2 separate regions of the Mus musculus genome follow, and region 1 is linked to region 2. The links are chromatin contacts, called in public Hi-C maps. All regions are on one chromosome and are shown on one strand. The core of a region is the stretch at or near the end of the contact, and the rest is flanking DNA. Distances in the headings are between cores, read along the strand shown.

What was found. Hi-C and Micro-C count contacts between places; a contact is called where the count stands out from the background.
Region 1: a contact with region 2 is called in a Hi-C map of Th1 cells, with 2.0 times the contacts expected there. The contact joins the enhancer-like site here to the promoter of Spag6 in region 2. A contact is called at or near these places in 1 of 484 Hi-C or Micro-C datasets (Th1 cells), 4 of 115 datasets of contacts at active chromatin or transcription factors (bone marrow-derived macrophages, memory CD8 T cells, microglia and 1 more) and 1 of 9 other capture datasets (liver).

Annotation. Positions count from the first base shown.
Region 1 is chr2:18,915,079-18,921,151 of GRCm38.p6, reverse strand. All of the region lies in intron 1 of Pip4k2a (phosphatidylinositol-5-phosphate 4-kinase, type II, alpha), which reads left to right. Among named protein-coding and RNA genes, the nearest start is that of Gm33534, 39 kb to the right of the region's middle. Within about 2 kb of position 4,336, at least 102 of the 459 cell types and tissues checked have an H3K27ac peak or open chromatin away from gene starts, as enhancers often do. A contact at or near this core is called in Th1 cells, bone marrow-derived macrophages, memory CD8 T cells and 1 more, where this site is marked.
Region 2 is chr2:18,697,095-18,703,342 of GRCm38.p6, reverse strand. Spag6 (sperm associated antigen 6) reads right to left here and starts at 4,321. Exons shown (of 11, transcript NM_001001334.2): 1 at 4,249-4,321; 2 at 4,080-4,175. The coding sequence starts at 4,273.

The DNA.
Region 1 (6,073 bases), core at 3,087-5,586, 220 kb before region 2:
CTTCTAAAAATGAATGAACCTTTAAACTACAACAGTTGTAGTGACTTTTGGTTTATTTTTTTCAAAAAAACCCACAGAAATATATTTTTTAAAGATTTATTTATTTATTGAATATGAGTACACCACCACTGCTCTCTTCAGACACACCAGAAGACCCCATTACAGATGGTTATGAGCCACCATGTGGTTGCTGGGAATTGAACTCAGGACCTCTGGAAGAGCAGTCAGTGCTCCTAACCACTGAGCCATCTGTCCAGCCCCCAGAGATATTTTTTTGTTTTAGTCCCAGCTGCAGTACGTGGGGGCTGCTTCAGACTGTCCCTGGCAGCTGAGTGTGTCAGCTGTGACTCTGCCTGATGGTCTAGCAGGTGTGTTTTTGCATTGTGTGACATTTGGAATTCTGGGGACTCTCTTAGGGTATATAAATGCTAGGGCCCGAGGCTGTTGGTTGGTTGTAGTTTGTTAAGTAGTCATGTGCAAAGAAGCAAGAAGAAGAAATTAGATATCCTGACTGAAGATCAAACTTGCCCCAAGGAAACTTGACACCCCTAAGCAGCAGGAAGTAGTCTAATGGTAAGGCAGCCTCCTCTCCCCCTCTATTCTTTTTTTCTCTCCTATCTAGTGTTAGGGTTGAAAGGATGGAAAAAAGAACCCACAAAGTAGCTAAAGCTGGCTGCAAGTTGATTTTTTTTCCCCCATGCTACTTGTTTGATGTATGTTATTTGCAAAGCACTTTAGTGCGTTATTAGTGTCTATGCAAGCATCTCAGAAAAAGTTTTCAAGTATCCGATTTGAGGCTAGGGCATATATAGCTCTGAGGTGGAGCACTGGCTGAGCATGGATAGAGTCTTGGGTGTGATCTCTGCACACAATCTTGTTCTATACTTCACACCAAAATAGAAAATAGGGGCTTGGGATGTAGCTCAGCCGTTGGAGTGCCTGCCTAGCATGCATGGTGCTCAGGCCCAGCCCCCAGCACCACATAAAACCATGCATAGTAATGTGTCCTGGTTTACTCTTTATTGCCATGATAAATACCATGACCAATAGCAACTTGGGGGGAGGAAAGGATTAATTATCTTACACTTCCACATCACAGCCTGTCCTAAGGCAAGTCAGTGCGGAACTCAAGCATGAACCTGGAGGCGGGAGCTACAGCAGAGGCCATGGTGGAGTGCTACTTACTGGCTTGCTCAGCTGCCTTTTTTATACAACTACTTGCTCAGAGGCAACACCACCCACAGTGAGCTGGCCCCTTTTACATCAATCATTAATCAAAAAAAATGCTCCACAGACTCGTGTGTATGTCAAGCTGATGGAAGCTCTTCCTCAAGCAAGGAGGACTTTCCCCGGATGGGTCTAGCTTATGTCAAGTTGACAAAAACAAACAAATAAATCTAACTAGCACCGTGCAATGGTGCAAGCCTCTAACCCCAGCTCTTAGGAGATGGGAGCAGAAGGGGCTCACGTTCAAGGTCATTGTTGGCTGCCTAGAGTTCAAGAGTAGTCTATCTCACATAAGTTAATTTTTTTTTTAATCTATAAAGGATTTTCTGTAGTCGACTGTATCTGACTGTGTGTAGGCGCGGTAAAATCTAAGCTGAAAGATTTTTAGAATACCTCATAAGAAAAGAATACCCTCAAAGTGCAGAAATTCTTTCCTTCACAAAGGCGAGTTATGTGAAACATGTCCTCTGAATGCCTGCCTGAGACTTGCTTGAATTCACAAGCTTGTGGAGATGGTTTGCTAAACAGTTATTTCTTTTTTTTAGATAAAATTTGAGTTGCTTCTCAGTTTGCTTGTTTGCTTTTCCCTTACAGTGCATTTATTTACTTACACATGGCTAAAACAATTTTAGGCCAAAGAATGTGTCAACCCCCCACCCCCACCCAAAAAAACCCCACAAAATTCCATGAATATCTGTTCAGCACACCATATAGGAAAGTTCAAAGCTTAATTAAAGTTTTTCAGTAGAAAATGAGGGATAAGGAACTATTATAGGCATACAACATGACTTATGTACTAAGAGTTTACCCATACAATCTTTAGCTCGTGCATGCATGTTGCTAGGGATAGACCCTAGCACACCACGCATGCTGAATGCACATGGCCACTGAGCTTCACCCCCTTGGAATAACACAGTTGTAGCCTACACACTTGGGGTTTTGAAACTTTAAATGACTGCTCACACAAGCCAATGGGAGGAGAGTACACTGGACTCTTGCTTCATTTTAAAATGCCACGAGAAAGGCTGGGCCACCGTGGTTAACACCTCTGGAGTCAACTTCAGGACTCCAGGGTCTTGGTGGAAAGGATGCCGGTGGCCTTACCAGACTTCAGAGCTGGGTATAGGGCTTGTTGGAAGGAGTCCTCCCTTTATTTCTCATGGCCTGGGAAATGCAGTTTTCCCTTGGTGCTGTTTCCACCCATTACTGCTTGGTTAGAACCAGCAAACTTCATGTTAACAGGGGAAAAGCAGCCTATGGGGAGGTTTTGACAGGGGTTAAACGGGTGATGTTGCCCTGACCACATGGCTGTGTGAAAGGATGGGCTCTCTGTCTGGGAAGGGGGAAGGGAAGGGGTGAGTGAGACGGGAAGGGGGTACCAACTCTACGCCCAGGAAAAAAACCTGTGTTAGAAAGATCCTGGAACTCTTTATTCCCCGAAGCCCAGCACCAGCTTTTCTGTTTTCCACCTAGAGTTTGATGGGTAAAGACACTGAAAATTCTCAAAACAAAGCACTGAAAGGTTGGGTGCCCATACTAACATGTACGCATTTATGTATACATGCTAATATATACTTTATAGCATATTTGCAAACTCTAAAAGTTCAATCAAGTATATAAATAATTAGAACACCAAAGAACCTGTAGCTTTCATTAAAGACTTTTTTCTTTCTTTTCTTTTTAGATGCAAGTATTATAATTATTTAATTATTTTTCAAAGTTGTATCCTAATTGTGACTTTTTGGAAGCTTACTTCTGAGTTCTGTGCCATTTGCTTCTTGGCTTTAATAGCTTTGTTGTTGAAAATTGCACCTCACAAAAATACATAAATCCAGATAATGACAGAACATCACCGCTGCCTGTATTTGGCAAATTATCACATCCTCTCTTATCAACCCCTGCCAGCTGTACTGAACTTTTATTTTGTTGACTTTCTTTTGTTGTTGTTGTTGTTGTTGTTGACTTTCAAATGATAAAATTATATTTTACTGAAAACTTCAAAATTGGCCAGGGGGTTTGTCCTTCTTTGGAAGTCCAACAGATACGTTCTAAAGCAGGTAGTAAATGGACCAGAGCTCTGGGACACACTTCTCACGGGCTCCGTAGAGCATTCTGTAAGGAGTTGTGGATGGAAGAGTTTTCATGGCTGGCCCAAGTGCAGTTGTTTTGGCAAGCTGGCAAACACGGAAACTTACAAATACCTGGTTTTTATACAACTCTGGTTTCAAAACTTCAGTTTCTCTGGAGGTGTTACTTTCTGACTTACTATAGAGTCTCACCTTTCCCTCCAAAAAGGAAGTGGAAGGACTATGTATGGGGGTTTTGCCTCTAGGTAGAATTCTGCTGAGTTGCCCCTCTGGGGACTGGCAGTGTTCACCAGTGTCTAAAGTGTCATGTGTGACTCATCCTGCTTGGCTTTCCACACACAGCCTTTCTTCAATGTAGCAGTCACTTAGCAATGCCAAGCCAGGGATTGCTAGAATCAACTTCAGTGCAACTAGGAAGCAAGCTTCCCCAGGGTGTGTAATTTATTCTATTTTTAAGTCTTGAAACATTAACCCTGCCCCAAGAGCATCTGCCAACAGTAGGTACTACCTGGCAGAGGGATTTGTGCCAATTTGATCTCACATTGGATTTTGTGCATCTTTAGCCACTTCTACGACGGTAAGAGTACAGAGCTTTTCTCTATAGTGTTGTACAGGAATCGTAGTGTTTGTGTGTTGGGGCTTTGCTGTTAATGGCACCTTGTATGAAGCATATGCACATTAACCATGAAGTTTAGTGAAGTCATTTGGTAGCTCAGTGTCACATGTGACACATTACTGACTTCAGGCCCTCACTGGCCATTCCTTCCACAGATCCTCAAGACCTCAGTGTGGATTAGGGGTGGGTTGTCATTACCAAATATAGTTGAAAAGCAACCCGTGTTTTACCTAAAGTCTTTCTAGTCATTTCTGTTGTTCTGAACAACAGTTCTTTATTCCACAAAGCATTTGTATTGACTGATCTAGAGAGAACCGAGCAAGGTCAGCTCCGCGGACCCCCCCTCCCCCGCCCGCGCCCGCTCGCTTGCTCACTCTGGGTTAGCAGTAGCTTGATCGGAGGTTTCTTTGCAGACTTCCCTTTAAGCACCTGCTTGCTTTGTGGGGTTTGTTTCACTCAGCTAAAGACAAGCACAGTGTGAATCTGAGGATCAGCCCGCTGATGCATCTGATGAAATGAGTGTACAGATCATGGCAAAGGCTTAGCATGTACACTTGACACATACACATGGGGAAAAACAAAGGCCAGCCATCTGGCAGCTTATTGATATTAGTTCATATTCCAGACTGAGTGAGGTTCTGGTGGCCAGTTGGTGAGTTCTGGGTGCATGGAGGGTAATGCCTATTGGCTGGTGGGTAGGTGGGTGGGTTACAAGCAAGGTAGCTCTTAATATTGCCTATGGTGGAATTTTTTCTCTAGGGCTTTTTCCCCCAAGGGGTGGGGGAGTGTCCTGGTGTCCCTAACAGAGTGGCCTGGACTGCAGGGAAGAGGGTGGAGGTTCAGGCCCAGGAGTTGGAGTACAGGTTCTGTTAACTCCTTGGCCCAGCTGGTATCCTGCTCTCAAACCCAGAGCCTCTTGGGACCTGGTCTCAAGGAATCAGCCCTTGTCTCTGCATGTGGAAGTCCAGCCGTGGAGACAAGGCAGGTGCCCAAGTCCCTGGCCCTTGTCTCTTCTGTCAGTAACAGTCTGCTTCCTTTCTGCCTGTTAAAGATTCTCTGTGGTTTCTCCTCTTCTGTCTGTGGTATGTTTGTCTTTGCCATGGGGTTGGAGTTTTTGTTGTTTTTGTTTTGCGTTGTTGTTGTTGTTTTCTGTTGGTTTGTTTTGGTTTTCATCCCCCACTTCCTCTTTTGTCATTCCAGTAGGGTTTCTGGAAGGGAAAAGAAATAAAAATGTAGTCAATTCATCAACTCCAAGCAGGAGTCTGGGAAAACACCATTCCTGGCATAGTGGTCGCTTTCCTCATTTTGTTCTGTGGGGCAGATCTTGGGTAGTGAAGCTGGCTGCGCTTCTGCTGTGTGCTTGGAAAGGAAAACAGGAGTCTAGCCTAAGAGACCAGGAATCCAGCTTTTCCTCTCTGGAATCTTAATGCTAGGCCGGCAGTGAAATCTCTTTTTTAAAAAAATCTCTCTGGGCGATAAATAAATAAATAAAACAAAACCAGACTCCAAACCGAATCCTTTCCCTTCATCTGCGGGTTTTACTAATGACGTCTGTGTGATTGGCAGGCTAAGATGCATGGCTCTCTTGCATTGCTTACTTTCTAAGCATATGTGTTTGACTCTGGAGGATGCCAGTGGGAACATGGTGTGACGAGCCAACTTACCTTCTGCATGGCCACTTGCACCTCATTCCCAAAGGACTGTGAGAGTTAGGATCCCTGCCAGAATGACTGTCAGCACCCCATTGTCCTGATAGAATCCTGACCTCACAGGGTACATGGAATGAGAGCATCCTCCTTACAAGATGGATTCACAGGAAGTCGTAAATTATTTGAGTATATTAGAGTGAGACCGAGAAGAAAGATGTGCTCCTTTGAAGCTTTCCAGATTCGTTTCTTTTTTCTTCTTCTTCTTCTTTTTTTTTGGTTTTTCGAGACAGGGTTTCTCTGTGTAGCCTTGGCTGTCCTGGAACTCACTCTGTAGACCAGGCTGGCCTCGAACTCAGAAATCCGTCTGCCTCTGCCTCCCGAGTGCTGGGATTAAAGGCGTGCACCACCACGCCTGGCTTAACCTGCCTATTCTAAAAGAGGCCAGAAATCCAGCTTTTTGTGTAAATTTTCTGAAGTCTGATAGACAAGTAATT
Region 2 (6,248 bases), core at 3,072-5,571:
TTACAGTATGCACATTACAGAAAGTTTACTTTAAAAGATGTGTATAAATGGCACCCTACATGCTTAGCATGTTAGAGGCCCTGGGTTCAATCCACAGTACACACAAAAGTGATACATTTAAAATGGTAACTTTCAATAGCTACGCATCAGAGGAGGGAATTCATAACTGTATCAGAAATATAGATTAAGATTATTATTGCAGTTGGTGATGGTACACGAGTTTCCTGGCACAAAAAGAAGAGTGAGAATATTTTACTAATTAAAAGGAACAGTTTTCTACCAGAAATATCATACATAGTAGCTAACTTGACATATAATAAAAAATTAACAAGTAACTGTGAAATAAATAAGTATATTTTTTGACAGATTCTTTTGGCAAGAGGCCAATGTCTTTATTGACATCTATTTCATTTAAAATTAGATTTCAGGGTTTTTATGAATGCATGTTATAAGTTTGTGTGGTGTGCACACCTGCAGGCAAAATACTCATATACAAAAAAATAAAATAAGCCTTTAAAAATTAATATTGAATATTCATTATGGCAAAGCCAACATTCCTCTTTGGAAACTAACACAGCCTAACTTGTATCTCACAGGGCAGCCCATTGGCTCTTAGGCATGGCCAACATTCTTCCCAGAATGTAACCACGCATTTCTCCTAGGACCAACACAACTGTTAGCAGAAATCCCAGTTTTGCTTCCTAAAATCAACTTACACAAAGTATGATCTAAGCCAAAAACAAACAATAAAGTGTTCATTGTGTATTTAAAAACCAACCAGCCAATAGCAAATACCACCTCTTGTTCCTCCTCTTGTTCCAGTCAGTAAATTACTGATCAATTGACAGTCATGGGCTTGAAACTGGTCTCTGCGTACCTGCCTTGATCCAGGCAGATTGTCAGTCCAATCTCAGTTCCTATGGGATCCTGGACTTTTCTCTGTCTACCTTTAAAGACCTTCTGGTTTGATAAGACTGTTTTGTTGTAGGTTGTTGTTTGTTTGGACAGAGAAGCCTAAAGCTCCTTATGAGGCCAGCTTAAATTTACAATCAGCCCCCAACCTTCAGGGCTTTATCTGTGAAGGTTTTCCAAGACTGACTTCATTCAAATTGCCATGGTGGTTCCCAAGGAGATCTCATAGGCTGACAACCTTCACTATTATTTGATAACCACCAGTGGTACCTAAAGACAGAGAACTGCTTTAAACAGTTAAGTCAAAGTTTGCAATAACCTTCATTTTAAAAATTCCTTTCACATACAATGATTACAAAATTCTTAGCAAGAGAATTGTGCTTTGCTCATTATGCCTATATGGAAAATGTTTTCTTATTATCCTGGACCCATGCTGCATGTTTAATTAAAGAATATGTTGGGAGATGGGGAACAAAAAATCTTGCCAGATACATAGACCATATATCAAAGTCAACAGTAAAACGAACCAACACCTTACTGTCAAAGCTTGACTGCAATGTTTAAGTCCATGGTGATTTTTTTTTAAAGAATTTGCCATTAGAATGGTTAATCTTATTGACTAGGAAGGAAGAAAATGTTTCAGAATAAAACTTGTAAGTTGTTTTGAACTACAGGGATACTCATGATTTTAAACTACTGCTAGAATTATGAGATCTAGATAAGTATGTTAAAAATATGTTTCCCCAGAAAAGAAAAAAATCTTAATGTGCCATTAAGTGGATAATTTTGAAAGACTACTATATCTCCCTTGTATTCATTTCTTCACAAACCAGACTTACAGGCCTGAGCCACAAGCCTCCCATACTTTGACCATTTAGCCAGCTAGTTTATGTTAAATTCCCCATACACTTGGAGCATTATATCCTGTTCATATCCCTAGCTACTTGGTAGAATTGAGGCAGGAGGGACAGAGAGTTGAAGACCAACCTGGGCACCAAGGCTAAAACCTTGACTTAAAGATAAAAATAAAACAAAACAAAACTGACAATGTATTCTACCTTGTACTCTGATGGGAAGAGGCAACAAGTCATTAAAATTCCTAAAGATACTCTTTATCTTCAGTATTCTGTATATTTAATTTAATATTTCAGTATTATTCTAAAGTATTTCTTATTTAAAAAGTACTATTTTACTACATATACATAATCCAAGCAGTAATCCTTGTAAGTAGCAAGCACCTATTCACAGAGTACATTGAGAAGGACTGAGAAAAAAAATCAGTTTAAAAGTAACTGTGTCTTTAAAATGTAAAATTCCATAACAAAATTTTTATACGTAAGGAAAATTAATATGCATGAAACAATTACAGGACAAAATGAGTTCCGAAATGACAACATTTTAAAACAGATAACGGGGTTGTTCAGGGGTTGCACAGGTTAGAGACAGCAGCTGGAAGTGACCTTGATTTAGTAGCACTATACAAGGCAGTCGTGGTGGCTCTACTTGTCTGATGGCAAGCTTGATAACCTGGGTTCAACATCCAGGACCCAGGAGGTACAAGGAGAGAGCTGACTTCCAAATCTGTCCTTTTCTGTCTTGGCACCCAGCAAGCACATGCACGCTCATTTAAAATTTAAAGGAAAAATGCAAGAGATCGTTGTCATAAAGAATCTTGACTATGGCATAGGTTCTAGAGACAAAAGTTTATATAGCCTGAAACAAAACTGAAAAGATGGAAACTAGGATCAAAGAATTTCTGCCACAGTATCCTCCCTGGAATCTGTTCTAAAGTTTTAAAAGATGGCACTGGCAGAGCCCAAATTTACAATTATTGTAAATTTACATGTAATGTTTACACTTACTTAAATATTGAAAACATACTTTATTATAAATGGCTCCCCTTCACAACCAGAGATAACACCTAAGGGATAAACAGTAAAATTCAGTGAGGAAACAGAGAATCTGATCAAGAGAAGGTGTTTCCTCAAAGAAAGCCAGAAGTAAGCGCTGTCTAGGTGCTGTGACCATGGCAATGTGTTCTTAGTTTATTTTAATGATGTGTTCATTTAAACTAGTTTTAAATTAGATCTCATCCTGTAAACTGAGGTTTTCTTAAGACCTAGTAAGTGGCATCAAGCTTACAGTTCAGTCAGAGGCTTTTGTGGAAAGCTGTCTTCTGGGCGATGCTGGAGGCCCCTTCGTGTGTGTGTGTGTGTGTGTGTGTGTGTGTGTGTGTGTGTCCCTCTGCCTCTCTGTCTTTCAGCCTCAAATCATAAGGTGACTACAGACAAAGACATTTAGAGCAGAGGCTTATGAAGTACGGACCTTTTCCAGGATGTCTAAGTGACTAAGGTGATGGGGAAGGTATTTTCAGTGGTGTAGTCAATGGTAGATTACACTGGTTCCTGTTAGTAATGCTAAACTCATTGGTTCTCCAAACTAGATTTGGATGGAATCCTTTCTGTGGTCTGTGTTTGGTGCCCCATCAGTGTTGTCTCTTCAGAAACACACACACACTCACTAGTGGTGGTGGAACAAAGATGGATTTCACTAACTGTGACCTCTCCTCTTTCCCCTCCTTCCTTTCAGACTAAGGGGTGGGAAAAGGATGCCCTGTAAGATTCACAAAACCAGGTCCGTTTTGCCTGCTTCGAATGTCCTGGAAAAAATTTCAAGCATACTACTCTTACTCCATTAATGCCTAGAGGAGACCAGTGAAATCAGCCTGGGATTTCTTTGCTTCTAGGAAGTGAATGTGATCTAGGAGTGACAAGAGAGGGATAGACTAGGTCTGGTTAGGGTACGTTCCCATCCAGGAAAACGACTTCTGGCAGTTCATATGGCAGGCCGATTGCAACGAAGATGGAAATAATACCAGGCCTCCTCCACTGCCTCACCCACAAGATACCGCGGAGGGGAGGGAGTCCGGCGGAACTTGGCACCACTTTAGCCTACTTCCTCGGCTCCCCAAAAGCTGAGCTAATAAGGGAGCATAAAGACAATGTGGGCAGCTGGGAAAGAAAGAGGACCGGGGACCAAGGGAGGCTGGGGCGCTGGGTGGTGTGAGGATGAAGTGCGGGATGAAGGATGAGGCCAAGGCGATGAAGGAGGAAGATGGATTCGGGATGAGGTGTGGGACCAGGGTCCCATGAGCTGTGAAGGCTCACCCGCATTCTGCAGTGTCTCGATGTTCTGGGGTTTGGTCGCCTGCTCCGCCACCATCTGCACAAACCGGGTCCGGGCGTTCTGGTACAGCTCGAACACTGCAGAGAGAGGCGAAGTGGAGTAGCCCACCCTAGGAGCCAACCCGTCGGGGCGCCTTCCCAAGGCTCCTACCTTGCAGCACCTGCCGCTGGCTCATGGTGCCGCGGCGCGTGTCGGGTCCGCTCGCCGCGACCCCTCAACGTCCCTCGGGACTGCTCTGTGTACCCACACTCCTGGGCAACCAGTCGGAATCGGAACGCAGCCGTCCTGTCGCAACAGTTAAGTCCCAGGCATGACATCACAATGGTCGATGGAGTGGTGGAGGGACGACCTGATAAGCTGGGACTCCAGTGTTGCTCGAGACAGTCCGTCGGTTGTCACTTCCCTGTAGGCGGTGCACAGGGCGCCAGAGTCTCCCGGGAGGACTTGGTCTATGCCGACCCATCCACGAGGCAGGGTTTTCCCGACTGCAGCGCGACTGCAGCGCGAGCGGGCTAGGGGCTGGAGAGAAGGGGTGCGCTCGGGGACCAGGCGTCAGGCAGATAGACGCGTTGGCCCGGCGTGTCCCCGGATCAAAGCAACACTGGCAACACATTACTCCGTGTTGCTCTTAATGCCTCTCTTCCTTACCTGGCACTTCTGATTTCCGAATTCCTGGAGAGTCACAGCAATCGTGTCCATACACTGAATTACGATATATTAACAACAATTAAGGACACTTAGAGAGTCTGTGGAAAAGCAGAAAAGAAAATAATATGATAAATATCCATCTTGCAGGTTTTTCTAATGACTACCAAGTTTGCTGTCTCTATATTTCAATATGACTTCTAAAAAATAATTTCTTTTAAATTCGGGCCTTATTTTGTTGCTCGGTGACATTTCCAAAAGAGACATTTCTTTTTATCTGAAAAGACCAGCTCACATAAATGGAGCTCCGCAGCCTTTCTTTTTCATCAAATTTAAGCACTACAGTTTACCGTTAGTTCTAGCTCCTCTCTTAAAATTCTGCACCAAATGTTTCAGTGACAGGTGTCAATTTTAAATATTTCTCTCTCTGAAACTACCATTTCACCAGGTGTCAAATGGACAACTAGCCACAGCTGCTGCCTAATCGTGGCAGACCGGAAATCTTTGCTATCACCAAGAGGACGCACACACATCTCTGGTTTTCATACTTGGAATCTTCTACTACAGTCACTTTTAACTCCTGATAGGAGCTCTCTGAAGAAGCCTTGGTATTCCCTGGAGTCCTAGAAGGCTGGGACTAGTGTGTCTAGTCCTCTTCACACCCTGGGACAGCCTTTGGCTTCTGCAGGTCAGCAGTCAGAGACACATCCTTTTACTTAACTCTGTAAGTTTCACAGTGGTCTTCTACATTCTCCCCAACAGGACTCCCAGGTACAGATATAGAGGGAAACCCGGAGTGAATTATTAAAATTGCTAATGGAGTGTACTTAATTTATTTTCAGTTCCCTGTAGCATTTTGAAGACTTAAAAAAACAAAAACAAAAACAAAAACAAAACAAAAAACCCCTCACAACTTAAAGGTCCTGGTGCTTAGTTTCAGTCTTTAGACAATTCAAACTCCTAAATTGCTACACCCTCCATTTTTAGTAAGTGCTTTGCTCTTTATTTTCTATGTTCTATTTATTTTCTACTTTAAACTTGTTAGGAATTCAATAACCTCCATATGGGATGCTAGGTTTTAAAAGTCAAGTAGAAAAAATATTTAAAACTATAAAGTCTGTATTCATGAACAATGCCCATTAGTAGAATTTATTATCCTGTTGAAACACATTATAGGATGCCTATTTCATATCTGAACAAGCTAGATGGAGTAAAGAAGTTATCTTTGTTTTTATCAGTCCCCCCCCAAGGCCCTTTAAAGTTCAATGAAGAAATATAAGATAATGATCATAATGTACCCATAAGTGGAATTGTTGGTAATTTAAATATAACATATAGTGAAGAGATTACTGTAACTGAAAAGAAAGCCATTCTATATTTCCTGACCCATATTCTTTTTTTTAATTGGATATTTTTGTTATTACTTTTCAAATGTTATCCCCTTTCCAGGTCCCCCCCCCCAGCCCCTGCCCTATCCTCCCTCCCCCTGCTTCTATGAGGGTGTT